Regions from separate parts of the Mus musculus genome. Here regions 1 and 3 are each linked to region 2. Evidence: chromatin contacts called from public Hi-C and promoter capture Hi-C data. All regions are on one chromosome and are shown on one strand. The core of a region is the stretch at or near the end of the contact, and the rest is flanking DNA. Distances in the headings are between cores, read along the strand shown.

Region 1 (4,933 bases), core at 86-2,585, 4.2 Mb before region 2:
TTAAAAAAAAAAGAACTAAGTAAGATACACCATTAAAAACGACAAACCTAAAGCCAGTTAATCGATGACACAAGAAAACAAGGTGAAAGTTAAAAGAGACAGCAGAGCACACCGTCGCCTGTGTCTCGACAACATAGGTAGTGAAGATTAAGAAAGCATATGCAAAAATGGGACTTAACTGGGGCAGTCTGATTGTACTGTTATTTTGGATTTGCTGTATCTAACGGGGGCTGTTAAGAGAGAGAGAGAGAGAGAGAGAGAGAGAGAGAGAGCGAGCTTTCTTTGAGACATTAAGCCTATAGGTCTTGTTATGCCTCGGGAGATACCTGTCCTTCGAGTACACATTTCCTCATTTGATCAACTCTTTACCAAAGGCCGAGTCTGAGTGATTAATGCTTTCAGTGAAATAGCTTTTTGGAATCCCTAGCTACTCATCTGTCACTACCGGAATCTATTACACAAACTGAAGAATATACCACTTAAGCTTGCAGTGAACGGAAAAGATCATGTGGTGGATGGTTATAACACAAAATGCTTTGCGATGCTATGCTAATCTGTATAGGGCACAAAATAACTATGATACAATACATGCCATAAAAATGTTAAAAAGACAGAAGGGGGTCCTGTGGCACAAAGGCTTGAAACAAACAAAAAATCATAAATCCAATGCATCGTAACGTTCAAAACCGAAATCTAAACCACCCGGGGATATTTTTTTTAACTTACATCCTACCTATTTTTCTGTTCCTAAAAGCCAGCAACAAGCTGTCATTCATTCAACACTCATTCTATCCCTGAACCCGAGGGGTCGCGTAGGCGTAGCCGCGACTCCAGGCCGCTTCCCGCAGTCGGGCCCACTCCGCGTCGTCGCGGCGCGACCGGGGACTGCAGAGCCTCGGCGGCAGGGGTCCACAGCCCACTGCGCGGCTCGTAGGGAAGCCTAGCAGCCTGAAGGCAGGCCTCGATGTGCAGACCTCCGCGGGGAAGCACCAGGGTCCCCTGCTAGGCGGCACCATTACCTAGACGCGACGGTCCCGAAGGAGAAGCCGCTGCCCGCTCCGGTCCCGCCGGGGGCCACAGTGGTGGAGCCGAGGGTCCCAGACCCGAAGGAGAACCCCGTGGCCATGGCGGCCCTTGGCGCGAAGGCGTCAGCTAGGGTGGAGAGGCCTAGGACGCTTCTGTCCCTTCACTGCCGAAGAGGGACGTGCCACATAGCTGGTGCCCAGCGGGTACCGGGTGGGAAACAACCCCAAGCGGCGGTGCGGCAAGGCGAGGGCGGAGTGGGCGGAGCCACAGGCGAACGCATGCGCGACACCGCCCGCGCGCCGAACGCACTAGAAGCGCGCCCGCCGCGCAGGGAACCCTGGGATCGGAGTGGAAGCGGTACTCGTGTGAGGCCGGGCGGATGAGGTAAGGTGGGCGCCCCGCCTACTCGCTTAAAGCGCTAAGCCCCTGAAGTGCCCGGAGAGTCTCGCGGGATTTCGTGCTTTACTTCCTGAATGAAGGCCCTGGAGTGCGGCTTCGGTCCGGCCTCCTGTCAAAAGCCATGCGTAGAGTTCTAGAGTTGGAGAAGACCTTGGTCGTCACCTCACATTCCTCCAAGGGGACGTCTGAGTTTCATTTGGGTGTCGCTGCACCCGAGAAAAAAAGAGGGTGTCTACCTTTTGAGGGTCCAGAAATGTACGGGTTTTAAGTCGCACACGCTTCCGGTCAGCACCCCATGGTACTGCACGCTTGTGCTTCCTGCACGGAGGGTTCAGCGGGGCGGCGTGACACTGCCAGGCTCCTCTGCCTCCGAGTCTGAGGTCAGGACACTGTGCCCCAAATCCTAGTGGACGGTGAATGGGATGGGTGCCGTTCTTGGGGACCTTCCCTGAAGACTGCTTCCTGGCTATGTGGCTTTCCCATAACTTGGGGTATTTACGAGAGGAACTGCGAATTGGAAAGTGTAAGGACAGGGATGAGCGATCTGGCTGGAGAGCTGGCTCAGCACCGACTGCTCTTCCAGAGATCCTGAGTTCAATTTCCTAGCAACCACATGGTGGCTCACAACCATCTGTAAAGGGATCTGATGTCCTCTTCTGGTGTGTCTGAAGACAGCTACAGTGCACTCATACATAAAATAAATAAATCTGAAAAAAAAAAAAAACCCAGAGGGATGTAAATTAGAATGTACGGGCACCCGGAGCAACGTGGGCACCAAGAAATGCTTCTTAGCGGTGGTCTGGGGACACTGCCATCATATCATGGTTCTTTAATTCTCTGGCAGGAATTGGCATACTATTCCTGCAAGTGCGTTGACCAGCTGCCAAGTTTTGTTCGATGAAATTGATCCCATCATCAGACCCCTCAGATTTATGCTAAAGCACAATCCTCCCCATGGTAGTGATTCGAACAAAAGCCCAACGGTCTCTGAGTCTGGCCCTCAGTGCCCTTTATATGACAAATCCTTGGCACTTCTTTTCTCACAGCTCCCCCACAATTCAGCACTTGTTTTGTGTTGACCTTGAGCATTGCTACCTGCAGTTGGCTGAACCGGAACACCCTCCAGATTCATTGTAGAGCCCTGTCCTCTCCCCCAAATACTCATAGTGATGAAAACTCTGTTCCTCGCCATTTCCCTTTGGCAGGTCACAAAAGTTAGATGACGTCAAAAGGTGTGTTTGGCACATGATGTCATGTCAGCCATGAGCCATGCAAACTACAATAAGGAGTAACCTGGCAAGATATCTTTATTGGTGCAGTAGTGGCATGAATGTCCCAGTAAACTTTCCTTTTAACTGGAAAAAAAAAAACAAAAACAAAAAACCTAAGAGGAACCCAGATTTTTATTGAAAGGCTCCAAAACTTGAAAATACCAACATAAAATTAGCAAGAGCTACATGTCTGGCTCTGAGGACTCATAAGGTCAGTGAGAAAGGATGATTATTTTAAAATATAGTAGAGACTAATATATGTCTATGACCAGAAAAACTGTGGGCATATGGAATACTTTCAGTAATTCTGTAAATCTGTGACTTTAAAATTCAAAAATTACTGAAAAATCTCAACCTGACTCTAATAAAAGCTTGTGCAAAAAAAAAAAGAAAGAAAGAAAGAAAGAAAGAAAGCTTCAGAAGATACATTCAAATTATCATATATTCATGTATGATTTATGGCAAAGTTTAGCTATACAACAGTGATAGTTGACCCATATCCCACAGAGACAAAAAACCTGGAATTTTTGATCAATGGTATTATAATATATTGCATGCTAGTGGATACATAAAGTTTAAGACTAGACTTAAAAAGTCCCTTGCCTCTGTTAATGCTTCCCAATTGTATGTAATTCTGCCCCAGCAGCATGTGGTGTTGAGAGGTGCTACAATTTACAGAGTGTGGAAAGTTAACTGAAGAGGGGACTCCATCTATACACTTCTGGAGAAGCCCCCTCCATGCTGAGATAAGATTTCATATGCAGCTGTTTTGTACTCCTAACCCACTCCTGTAAGTAAGCCCGGTGAATTTGTTGGTTGCCCAAACGAGATATCGGTGGGATGTGTCCTTTGTCACTCCCTATCTGGAGTGAGTAGGTGTTTGTTCATATCTCCCCAGGAAAAGGTCACACAAAACCTAGTCTAGTGTAAGCAACCAAGCCTCCTCCAAAGGATCATCTAAGCACTCTTTGCCATGACATTGCTAATGTTTCTATTGTCTTCTATGTCCTTATACTGATCTGCATAATGTTTTTAGTAAGCTAAGCCTGATGAATATACAATCTCTTATTCCTCCCACCACTTCAAAAACAGTTCCTTATGTGCTTCTTTACTGATTTGAATTTAATTTTCTTTCTTTTTTTAACATTTATTTTTATTTTATGTATGTGAGTACACTGTAGCTGTCTTCAGACACACCAGAAGAGGGTATCGGACCCTATTTCAGATGGTTGTAAACCACCATATGGTTGCTGGGAATTGAACTCAGGACCTCTAGAAGAGTAGTCAGTGCTCTTAACTGCTGAGCCATCTCTCCAGCCCTTAATTTAATTTTCCTTGGAAGATTATCAGAATTATTTGAGGTTCATTACAGAGGCATATTGCACCAGCAAGGACTTGGTGCTTGCTACTTTAAAGTCTTGAGGCACCACTAGCCCCGGCCCAATTAAACACCATTTACCTCTTGAATGTTCTTGGATTAGATAATTCAAATGAATCCAGAATATAAATCTGCCTAGTGGCATTTTCATGGTTTTAATGTTTCCAACACAAGCTCTGCTCTTTCTGTTCTCATTGTCAAGGTGGATCCTTCTCTGGGGGCACTGGATTGGAGGAGTTTCTGTCTAGGGTGTTATGTAGTTGGGGCTTCCATTGGATTCTCACCTAAAGTGAACCCTGCACTTGGACTTTTAGTTGGGCATCTAAGAGGGTATCAAAACAGATAGTAAACTCATCTGATTGGCATGGCATGGTCTTCCTGCAGCATCAATATCAGTATCTTGCTCACCTCTGTAGATGCATACATTCCACCATATTTCTAGCTATAAGATCTCACTGTCTTGCCAGCTATTTAATTCTTCATAGAATTGATCTTATATTTTCTATTACTTGAGGTTTTCTTTTAAGCAGAGTGATTTTCAAGCTTCTCATATTACAGTAAATGGAACTTCAATATGGATTTTGAAAAGCAAGTCAATATAGAATGGTTAATAAGAATGCAGACTCTGGAGTCAGACTGTCTGGCTTAATGCCATGACTCTTAACATTATCCACTCTGTAATATCAGACAACTTCATCCTATTTCATTTTTGTCATCTTTGAAATGAGAGAAGTAACAGTACTTTCCCCATAACACTGATAAGATACTCAGTGTCCTTCCTGTCACCTGATAATCATAGTAGACATTAGCTAATATCAGTATTACTGTCAGAAAATTTGGAAAAGAGAAAATGTTAACT
Region 2 (5,048 bases), core at 1,483-3,982:
TAACTCAGGTTCACTGAAAGAACAGCAAGTGCTCTTAATTACTGAGCCATCTCTCCGGCCCCCACACAGACTTTTAATTAATCTAGTTACCAGTCTCTTGATTTTCTAGCTGTGGATGCAAAGGCCTTCCTCACACTACAATTATTTCCCATACTCAATTCTCCCCCACCCCACTCTTAACTGAAGAGAGCACAGGTGGAATTATATGCTGGTAATCCTGGCACTCAGGAGACCGCAGCAAAAACTACTGAGAGTTCAAAGCCAGCATGGGTTACACAGTGAGTTCAAAACCAACCTGGGATGCACATTAAAATTATATCAAAAGCAACATATATGCATGCATTCATACATACAACATGGGAAGAGTGGTTATATCAGAAACTCTAGAACATAGTGCTTCTACCAGGCCCACTGTGTGCTACCATGTAAGCAGGAACCAGTCACCCAAACCTGCTCATGTTTCCATCCATTCGAGGTGGCCCAGAGGAAAGAAAAATTTAAAAGCCTTGAAGGTTTGAATCTTGCCTTCTTGCAGAATGTAAATCTGCCACCAGGCTGCAGCTGATAAAAGGGTACAGCCATCTTAGAGAATGCAAAGAGGGAAAGTCTGAAGCTGAGATGGCGGGTTTAGCTCCAAAGGCATCTGATGACAGTGCATGGCTGGGACTAGGCAAAGCAATACTAAACAGATGGGCCTTGTCACCTAAGAGGGGGCTCCACTGGCCACAGGGCTCTTGAGAGAACGGGGTACAGATAACAACAAGACTCAATAGATCATATAGAGACATGAGGAGAGCAGAGGCTGCAATAGAGAAGGATACAACTTCCCAACTAGGAAATATAAAGACTTTCATATTCATCATGGTCACCAAAACTTATAAGACGTAGTGAGGCACAGTGTTGCTGGAACCAAAGGCAACCCTAAGCAACTCCTCTAGCTTCCCTTCTCTCAGTTACTTTAGATCCCTCCCTACCAGAGACCCTCCAGCCTGCCATGTGACTGGGCGACATGACACCCATGCTCCTCTTATACTTGACTTTTAAAAAATCATTAAGTTTGGAGGCTGTGCAGCTGTGTAACCTATCAGAAGTCTCCCTCCATCTCTGCTGCAGATAACCCCTGGGACGTGTCTGTGGCTTTCACTGTATTTATGGTTCAAAGGAAACTCAGCGTCAAAAACTCCATGTTGTATTCAACTGTATTTCTACTTTGCACTCAAGGAATGTTTGTTTGAACTGAGTAGCACAAGGTTAATGGCTTAGCAAAATCTCCTAGCCTCTCCTCTCCCCTTTCAAGTCTGAAGAGATCAAGATAAGATATTTCCACTGTCCACAGAAGTATCCAGTAGCCTTGTGATTACGGGTCAGGTCAACGGATCGCTGGCCTCCAGGTTTATGACGCCTAACTCCAAACTAGAAAGATACCTAGAGGCCTATAATTTGTCAGCTCCTGCCCTAAACCCCTCTCCTCAACCCTCTCTGCCTGAAGATAAATGGAGCCTGAAAAAAAAAAAAAAAAAAAACAGTTTACCTGGCCACCTTCTTCTGGTTTTGCTAACTTACCAAATAAGTCATTCTCTTTGTCCCCACTCTTTCTAAAATATTCAGGTCCCTTTCCAAGTGGAAAGCACATGAACTTGGATTCTGTACTGGGAACAGTGAGAACCTTTCAGGAACGAATACTCCCAAGAGTGGGGGGTTAGAAACATTACAATAGGGCTGACAAGGTAAAAGGTCAACAAGAACTACAATCCGATTTCAACTCCTAGGTCCTAAGTGGTGCAAGGAGAAAACTGAGTCACACAGGTAATCAGCTGATCTTCTCACGTGCGCCTGGGGCTTAAGGGAGCACACACAGACACCTCTTAGAGGCTTCATCCATAGCACGTGGAGTTTCTGCAAACGGGGGAGACAACCCAGCATGCCCTTGAAATAACTACAAACTGGGGAGGGTTCTTGCAACCAGCTCTGGCCGAAAATTACACTTCAAAACCTAAGTTCCCAGCGTTGTTAGGTCTGCCTCCAGCGCTTCCATGAACTGGCACCGCTAGACGCTCCTAGAGGCCTAGGTGAAAAGGAAGACTAAGGCTGGGCTCCCACCAGACTCCACTAGCCCCAAATACGGAGCTGCAGACCAGCAAACGGGCTGGGTCGATCCCAACGCTAAAGTCTTTCAGAGCGAGACTCAAACAAAGAGAAGCACGCAGGCAGGAGACTGCCCAGCTGAGCTCCCGCCCTTCCCGGGCTGGGGGGCGGGAGAACTGGGGGGAGGGGGGGATTCGCTGCTTCTTTGCGCACGCGTAGACTCCGACCTGGGACCCACCCGCGGTCCCGCACGTCTTCTTCCGGGAGGGCGCTGTGCGCAGGCTCCACGCGCATGCTCAGCAGCCGTGCCACCTTACCTGTTACAGGGATCGGCTCGGTGCGTCCCGGCAAGGCTTCCTCTGCGGAGATGACTTTCGAAGCTGAGTCGCCCATCCTCCGTACCGGGTTGGCGCTAGAGAGGAGCTGGAGAGCCCTTCTAGAGGCGGAGAGCATGGGCGGCGTGTCCGTCTCGCGGGGCAGACCTCCAGGCCTGGCTGTCTCTGAGGGACAAAGTTCCCAGAGTACGTGAAGCCGCGCGGGCCAAAATTGATGCTGGCTGGGCGCCACCGCGGGAGGTCAGAGTTGCTGCCGTTTCTCCACCTCCGCAGCCAGGGTTCCGGGTGCGATGTACTCACTCAACCACAAAGTAGAAAAGGGAAATCAATGTGTGTGCATAAAAAGGCAGCGAGCTAGAAGAAAGGCAGACCTATAAGAGGATGGCTAGATGGACAGCTAGGAAATTTGTCTATTTCTATCGGAACCATCTTGATAAGTCACATCGATCCAAAGTGAAACCAAAGCACAATTCTCAACACCACAAAGGATCAAGTACTCAACATGAAATATAAACATATAGTGTGTGTACGTGTATAAATGTATAAATACATTCTTCAGCGCATCTCACAGCCCATAAAGTAAACAATGTAGGCACAAATACATTGTTAAACGCTTTATGTGAATGAAGTTAATGGTGAAGTTGGACCAGACGGACTTCAGAAATTATGAGAGAATATTCCTAAACTGAATCTCTAGCCTTAATCTTTAGGTGGCTAGGACCAGATGAGTGATTTCAGAGGTCCTGTATGAGATTTTTGATTTACACACTGCCAAAATGGGCGGGTAGTCTCACATGAAGGAAGGAACTGAGGATTAGCGCCCACAGGGATTTGAAGCTTTGAAGCTAAGCTTCTCCGTGGGTTTAGTTACCACTTTGTGTTCATGTGGGACTGTAATATAAGGACTAGGATTAGTGTACTGCATAGAATGTTGCCAGACACACAACGTTAAACAGATTAAGGTGTTTGTCTTATAATGTAAAAGTCTCCTGGGCCAACTTGTTCTCAACAGTTTACTTGTGGCTTGCTTTTGCTGTGACATTATGCCAAGCAGGTTCTTTCTACGAGGCCTTGCCTGAAACCATCCCAAGATCCAAGATGTCCCGTCCAGGCTTGAAGAGGGCCTGGTCACTAAAAAAAAATGTGTTAAAAAAAATTGTACTTGTAATTTACTGCCCTTTGACACACAGTGACTTGCTTTTTCTGTTTTGTGGTTGACAGAACAAGGGTCATGCAAGAAAAACTTCGTAACTAAATACTGTGTAACGGAAGAATTTGTAATGTTAAGGGAAACTGCTTGTGTAATGTTAGGTATCCCAGAACCACAGTCCATAATATTTAGTATGTAAGATATATATATATATATATATATACACACACACACACACACACATTTCTACTTACCTACCAAGGGGAAATGAGTTTAAAAAAATAAAGTAAAAGCATTGTTTAGAGTTTTATTATTCAGAGTAGTGGGTCTCTTACTAAAGTTTCTTTCCTGCCTTGTGGTCCTAGAAATCCAACTCAAAACACCAAGCTTGGTGGCAGGCACTTTTACCTGCTGAGCCATCTCTCTGGCCCCACTTTAAACATTTTGAGGGTTCTGTGTACACTGTTTAAATGTTTTCAATGATCCTAATGGTTGTACTATACTCATGCAAGCATTTTGAAAGAAAGAAGCATCTCAATTTCTTTAAAGTTTCCTTCATACAAGTTTAACCTTATTTAACAAACTAGCTGTGTTGGCTGAGTTGTTTCCTGGCTTGTTTGTTGATTACAAAGTCTCTCTCTGTAGCCGTGGCATGGAATTCAAAGACCCACCTGCCTCTGCCTCCTAAATCCTGGGATTAAAGCTGTGGCTACCATATCAAACCTCTGAGATTTGTTTTTTGAGGAGAGAAAATAATTATGCTATTTTCAGGACTAAGCATTGCTTTTCCTTTAGACTCCAACAACTTCCTTCTGAGCCAGCCTCCATATTTACTGTCACGTGCTGTAATTACATCCTAATTACACTCAGGCTTCTGGCAAGTTCTAACAATTTATATCCTTCAAGATACGGTGTTCACATTCTCTTGGGCAACAACAAAGAATCTCAGAACACAGCAGGTTCAAGAAAGTAGATTATTTCTCCTAAGGATGTCACTCTAGAAGAAAACGGTCTTCCACTAAGCAGGACCCTGGCTCTTCTTCGATAGTGAGTGAGCTAAAAAGAGAGCTCAGTCATGCTCATTCTTCTGGGCCTCAGTCTAGACCCAGAACCTACACAAAAATTCTGGGCGTGGCAGCACACTCGCTATAGATAAGGGTGCAGCATAAACTGGACCATGCCATGGGTAGAATGAAGGGTTTATTGGCAAGCAAACTAACCAAGGTGTCTTGGCACAGGGCAGAGAGCCAAACAAACCAGCAGAAAAGCAGGTGTTATGTGACAACAAGCTGTCTTATCTGGGTTACCTGGGTTGATTGGGAACTAGGAGCCTTTGCCTGAGGTAGTTGACTTTGGGAAAAGATTAAAGGTGGTTCCTGGCAAACGGGACCTTCATTAGATCTGATTTTCTAGTAAACAGAAACCTGCCTTTAAGCTTGTTGACCTGGTAACAATCCTACTGCTTACCTTGCCGAAGT
Region 3 (4,739 bases), core at 466-2,965, 3.3 Mb after region 2:
TCAATTTTCTGTTTGGGATTTTTGAATGAGGCACACGGCCTTGTCACTTTTACCGGTTCTCAACTACCTTTCAATGCCCTCTGATTTTCATACACACTGTTTTCTAGGGTGCACACAAAGCACAACTGATTCAGAAACATTGCTCTATTTGCTGAGCTGTGCCGAACAAGCAAGTCTGCAGGGTCAGCATAAATACACACAGAAGGAGTGTCAGGCAGTACAGACATGTATAATTGGGGCCTACTACAGTTACTGTTAAATTTGAAAAAAAAAACTATGCAATCCAAGAACTTCTCTTACCGGAAGAGGTCTTAACAAAGCTTTCAGGTGTAATTCCCAACTGCTCTACGGTTACTGTGGTGAAGTCCAAAGGTGACTTAAAGGTATCAGGGGTGCAAAGATTAGGAGTCGCATCTGCTACATGCTTCTGAGGAGTCACAAACGGTTCAGTTCCCAATCTAAAAACGTCATTTTCTGAAAACGGACAGCACATTGGGGGTGTTAATACATCAAAACACTCAAATCTTCCATCTAACGAGGGCAACAGGTCACCACATACCAGAATTATTAAGGACACACTCCTTGGATTCAGAGAGAGGCTTGTCGTGTGAACTCGCATCCATCTAAAAGATGAGGAAGTTAGAGAAAAAAATGTGAAAAATAACCTCACTATAAGCCAAAAACAATGTGACAGAACTCTAAGGCAATCAATACCAGGGGACCACAGGCTGGGGCGTTCTGATTAAAGAAACGGCGGGAGGTACTATTGACTAAACAAAGCGGACCGAACTGATTTATCAGGGCTTTGCATCCCTGAACCCCGGCCGGATAGCAGGCCTACCTCTCCCGCCCAGGACCCTGCGCGTTCCCTCGGACGACTACGACAAGCGTCGCGGAGGCTCCGTTTCAGAGAGCACCAGAGGCCGGGGAAGGGAGCCGGGCTGGCCTCCTGCCGGCCGCTGCACACCAGACACACCACGTCCGGCCGAAGCGGTCAAGCTTCACTTGCCCGCCAGCAAATTCAAACCGCGGCCACGCCCCCGCGGAGGGATACCCACGAGCCGTGGACCACGTGTGACGTGGGTACCGCTCCCTCCGGGCCTCACCCTCGTGCTTTCGAACGGCGCAGGGAGACCTCCGTGGATCCCGGAAAAAACACGGCCAGCCCTAAATGACCCTGGCGAGACAGAGCTGCAGCAAAAAGGTGTCCTGGGGTCTACCAGTGAGTTCCGCGGAGCAACACTTCAAATGCCACCCCAAACCTTGGATTGGCTGCTGGAAACTTCGAAAATGAATCACTAGACCAATCGAGACAGAACCGCCGGATGGCTAGTTTACCCTATTAGCCAATCCCGATACCAACCGTTACCTCGGTGGGTGGGTACAGTAGAAGGGGCAAAAGCCTAGCGAGGAGCTGATTGGTCTATGGGACTTCGGCGTCCCGCCTCTTCCTTAGACCCAGTCTCTTTATGCAAATGAGCACTCCTACACTCCAACGTGCGCCTGCTCAGTAACGCTTAGAGCGGCCCTTTGCCCAGTAGGTTCTTCTCTGATTCGCTGATACTCCATTCCGTCAACCAGCCCTCAGCCTCTCTTTCCTTCCACCGCCGTCTAGTGTTACTCTGAGCCCACCCCCCAGCCGGACTCTGATTGGCTAAATACTGGCCGGTACAGCGTGTTGATTGGCGCAGCTCAGCGTCGGTCTGGGCGCGGTTGGGGGGAAGGGCCGCTAGCAGGCTGAGGAGCCTAGGGGCGGGGTGGGAAGGAGGATCGGCCAACCCCGGGGTGTGGGACTGAGGGTGCGTGCGTGAGGAGTGTGGGGCCGACCAGGAAGGTGGCGAAGGGCGGAGAGTCCGGGTGGGAGGCGGGAGGGGTCTCGCGGGCGCGGAGCGCGGCGGGTGGCGGGCCGGGAGCGAGGGTGGCGGCTCCCTCAGGACCCGGCGCGGGCGGCGCGATGCGGCGGGTCACGCTGTTCTTGAACGGCAGCCCGAGCAACGGCAAGGTAAGCGGTAGCGGGGGCGCGACCCGGGGACCCCCGCAGCCTCCGACAGCCCGGGGCTGCTCTGCCGGCGGGGCTCCGAGGCGCCACTGTCACCTGAGCAGCTGGCCGAGGTCCCCTCCCACCTTCCCGCTGCGCCTTCCTGTCCTTATCGGTGCTGAGTAATGCTCTGCCCGGGGAGGAGGCAGTGATCATGGAGGCGGGTGACCCTGGCCAGGTCGGGAGAAGAAAACTCCAGGGGACAGTCGAGTGACATCCTCAGAATGTGGACCTGGTCTGAACCACTTTCCTTCTCTCTCAAGGTGCCCCGGGCCCCTTGCCCCGCCACCGTGCAAACTTTTATACATGTTTTACTGTGCCGCCTTGTTTTTGATTCCTTAGAGGACAGTGACAGCAGACCTTCGGAATGACTTGATTTGACAGTAGCCTTAGCTGCATTTAGGCCTCTGTGGAGGGCGTGGTGCTAAATATTTTTCCGATGTTGCAGCTGCCTCTTGCCCCACCCTTGAAAGTTATTCTTTGGAAAATGTTGGCTGTTTCTGGCGGACTAGTAATGTGTGGTTAAATGACTGCCCCACACATACCTAAGCCTGATTAAAGTCTCAAAAGTAATGAACCCTTTTAAAGTTTCAGTTCAAGGTACATTGGCTCCACTCTGTAATTGACCAGAATACTCTGATTGCCCCGCGTATACATAGCAGAACTAACTATTCAAGGGCATTAAAGTGGTGCGGGGGAAGGGGGTGATGAGGGGTAGGGGAGCGATGTCCTTCAACCACTCTGCAGTTTTGAATAAACAGATTCTGGAAATCTGATCCACAGTGGGGTTTGTGCTCTGCGATTTTATTTTCTTAAAGATTGGATATTCACACAAAAATAGTAGCCACATAAGCTCAGCCAGTGCTTCAGAAATACAGGCTAAAAAGGCTGTCACTTCTGATCATCAGCTGTTCCTGGGCCACGCTGTAGTTGGCTAGTAGACTGTGTCGGTTTTTATTGAGAGATTTAGTGTGCCCAGTGTTAACAGTCGTATTGATAAGCACTTTTCACCAGTGTCGACTCTTGTGTGACTCCCTGAAGTCGAAGTGATCAGAGTTCCTCATAAGTGCTCAGCTCTGCTCTAAATCTCTTCTGAGTTCACTGTATGCTATTGTCACTGTAAAACTGAGTGGCTTGCTCTGGGTATATTATTTAAATTTTTAAAAACTTTGGTTTTGTCTGTGAGTTTCCAGGTTAATTTTATTTACTTAGTAAAAAAATGTTGAGAATCTCCGAAGATTGGGGAAAGTACTTCTCAAATGAGTATGGGCACATATGCATTACAATGATCATAGGACTGAGCCGAAGAATATTAACATTTAATATTTTTAAAAAAACTATGTCCCACCATGTCCTAAGCTAGAGAACATGTTGCAAGGCTGTTTCCTCTCCTTTCAGAAGGTGGAAATAATACTAAAATGACTTTTATTTGAAAAGATCACAATACATACCACCTGCATTTATGTATGTGGATATGTAGTGTATGCATAGTCCCTATATCTAATCAGGACTGGCATAAACATGACATGGACGCTCGTTAAAATATTCCCAAATGCAGTGCTACTCTGAGATAGTTTGGTTTCCTGTCTCTAAAGTAGAATATATCATTTAGCTTGTCTCTTTACTTACCTGGTGTCTATTTTTAATGCCCTAGTCAGGAGAATAAGTTTTTTGAATGCTTGGCTTTGTGGCCTTTGGGCTATGGGCTGTGATATAGAAAGGCACAGATTTCATCACCATACATCAAGTTACCAACATGCACTTTTGATTTGTGTAACTGATTCGTGCTTTTAATGTTGATGAAAGAGCTGATATTTTCTAAATGAAATGAGAATACCGTGGAAGGTGTAAGATGACCCTTGGGGCTTTATGGAGGAGTGTGTGTGTTGTTGGTTTTTTTTTTAATTTGAAAACAAAATAATTTTAAAAAACAACAACAACTTGGCTTTTCTAATCTGGAAAAGCATGGGAGCCTCTAGTTACTGAACTTGTCAAGCTGGTCTTGTTTTCTTCCACAACAGAGGTCTCCAGATGTAAATAGGTCGATAGCCAACAGCTTACTTAGCAGTTGGTTCTCGTTGACATACAATGTATAGAAGAAGCCTGTAAGTATAGAAGTTTACATCAGGGAGTCTTAATTAAATTAGCCATCAACTAAGTGCTAAGTGACTTTAAAACCTCAAAGAAACTGCAGATTGAAGCCGGTATTAATTATGCAAGCACAGTAAACCCTGAGAAAGCGGCAAAGCTGCTGCTTTTCCTAGCATCAGCAGTAAAGTTAAAAAATAAAAGGATCTCACAAGCCAACGAATGGCATGTTTTAAGAAAAGTCTTTGCTTAATAACTGCTATAATCAGCTTCTTCCTTCGGGTATATTGTTCTTTGAACTATTAGCCCGTGGTCTGCTGAGGTCATCCTCGTCATGACAGGCCATGACCAAGACATGAAAAGTCTTTTCCTGTACATGCAGGCAAAGGTCTTGGATTTTTTTTTTTTCCTTCGCCTTAGTTTTTAAAAACCTTTGGGATTCTGGAGAGGACTCAGGGGTTAATAGTACTGCATAGGCCGCAAGTGTGAGGAGCGGAGTTGGGATCCTAAAAAGCAAATATTGGGTAGATATATGCAGCAGTCCACCTGTAACCCCAGGCCCTGAAGGCAAAGATGAGGGGTCCCAGGAAGAAGCTGCTCTCTATGCTGACCA

Evidence for each region. Promoter capture Hi-C pulls out the DNA fragments that hold promoters and counts their contacts. A called contact is a pair of places that touch in the nucleus more often than the background predicts.
Region 1: a contact with region 2 is called in a promoter capture Hi-C map of pre-B cells, with 2.9 times the contacts expected there. The contact joins the promoter of Nupl1 here to the promoter of Msra in region 2. A contact is called at or near these places in 2 of 39 promoter capture datasets (liver and pre-B cells).
Region 3: a Hi-C map of uterus shows a contact between it and region 2, with 7 times the contacts expected there. The contact joins the promoter of Kctd9 here to the promoter of Msra in region 2.

The regions. Positions count from the first base shown.
Region 1 is chr14:60,250,144-60,255,076 of GRCm38.p6, forward strand. It overlaps Nupl1 (nucleoporin like 1), which reads right to left and starts at 1,336. Exons shown (of 15, transcript NM_170591.2): 1 at 1,020-1,336. The coding sequence starts at 1,126. Gm38641 (a long non-coding RNA gene) reads left to right here and starts at 1,331. Exons shown (of 3, transcript XR_874661.1): 1 at 1,331-1,410.
Region 2 is chr14:64,438,308-64,443,355 of GRCm38.p6, forward strand. It overlaps Msra (methionine sulfoxide reductase A), which reads right to left and starts at 2,733. Exons shown (of 6, transcript NM_001253712.1): 1 at 2,403-2,733. The coding sequence starts at 2,538.
Region 3 is chr14:67,714,383-67,719,121 of GRCm38.p6, forward strand. It overlaps Kctd9 (potassium channel tetramerisation domain containing 9), which reads left to right and starts at 1,716. Exons shown (of 12, transcript NM_001111028.1): 1 at 1,716-2,002. The coding sequence starts at 1,955. It overlaps Cdca2 (cell division cycle associated 2), which reads right to left and starts at 1,228. Exons shown (of 15, transcript NM_001110162.1): 1 at 842-1,228; 2 at 560-623; 3 at 301-474. The coding sequence starts at 623.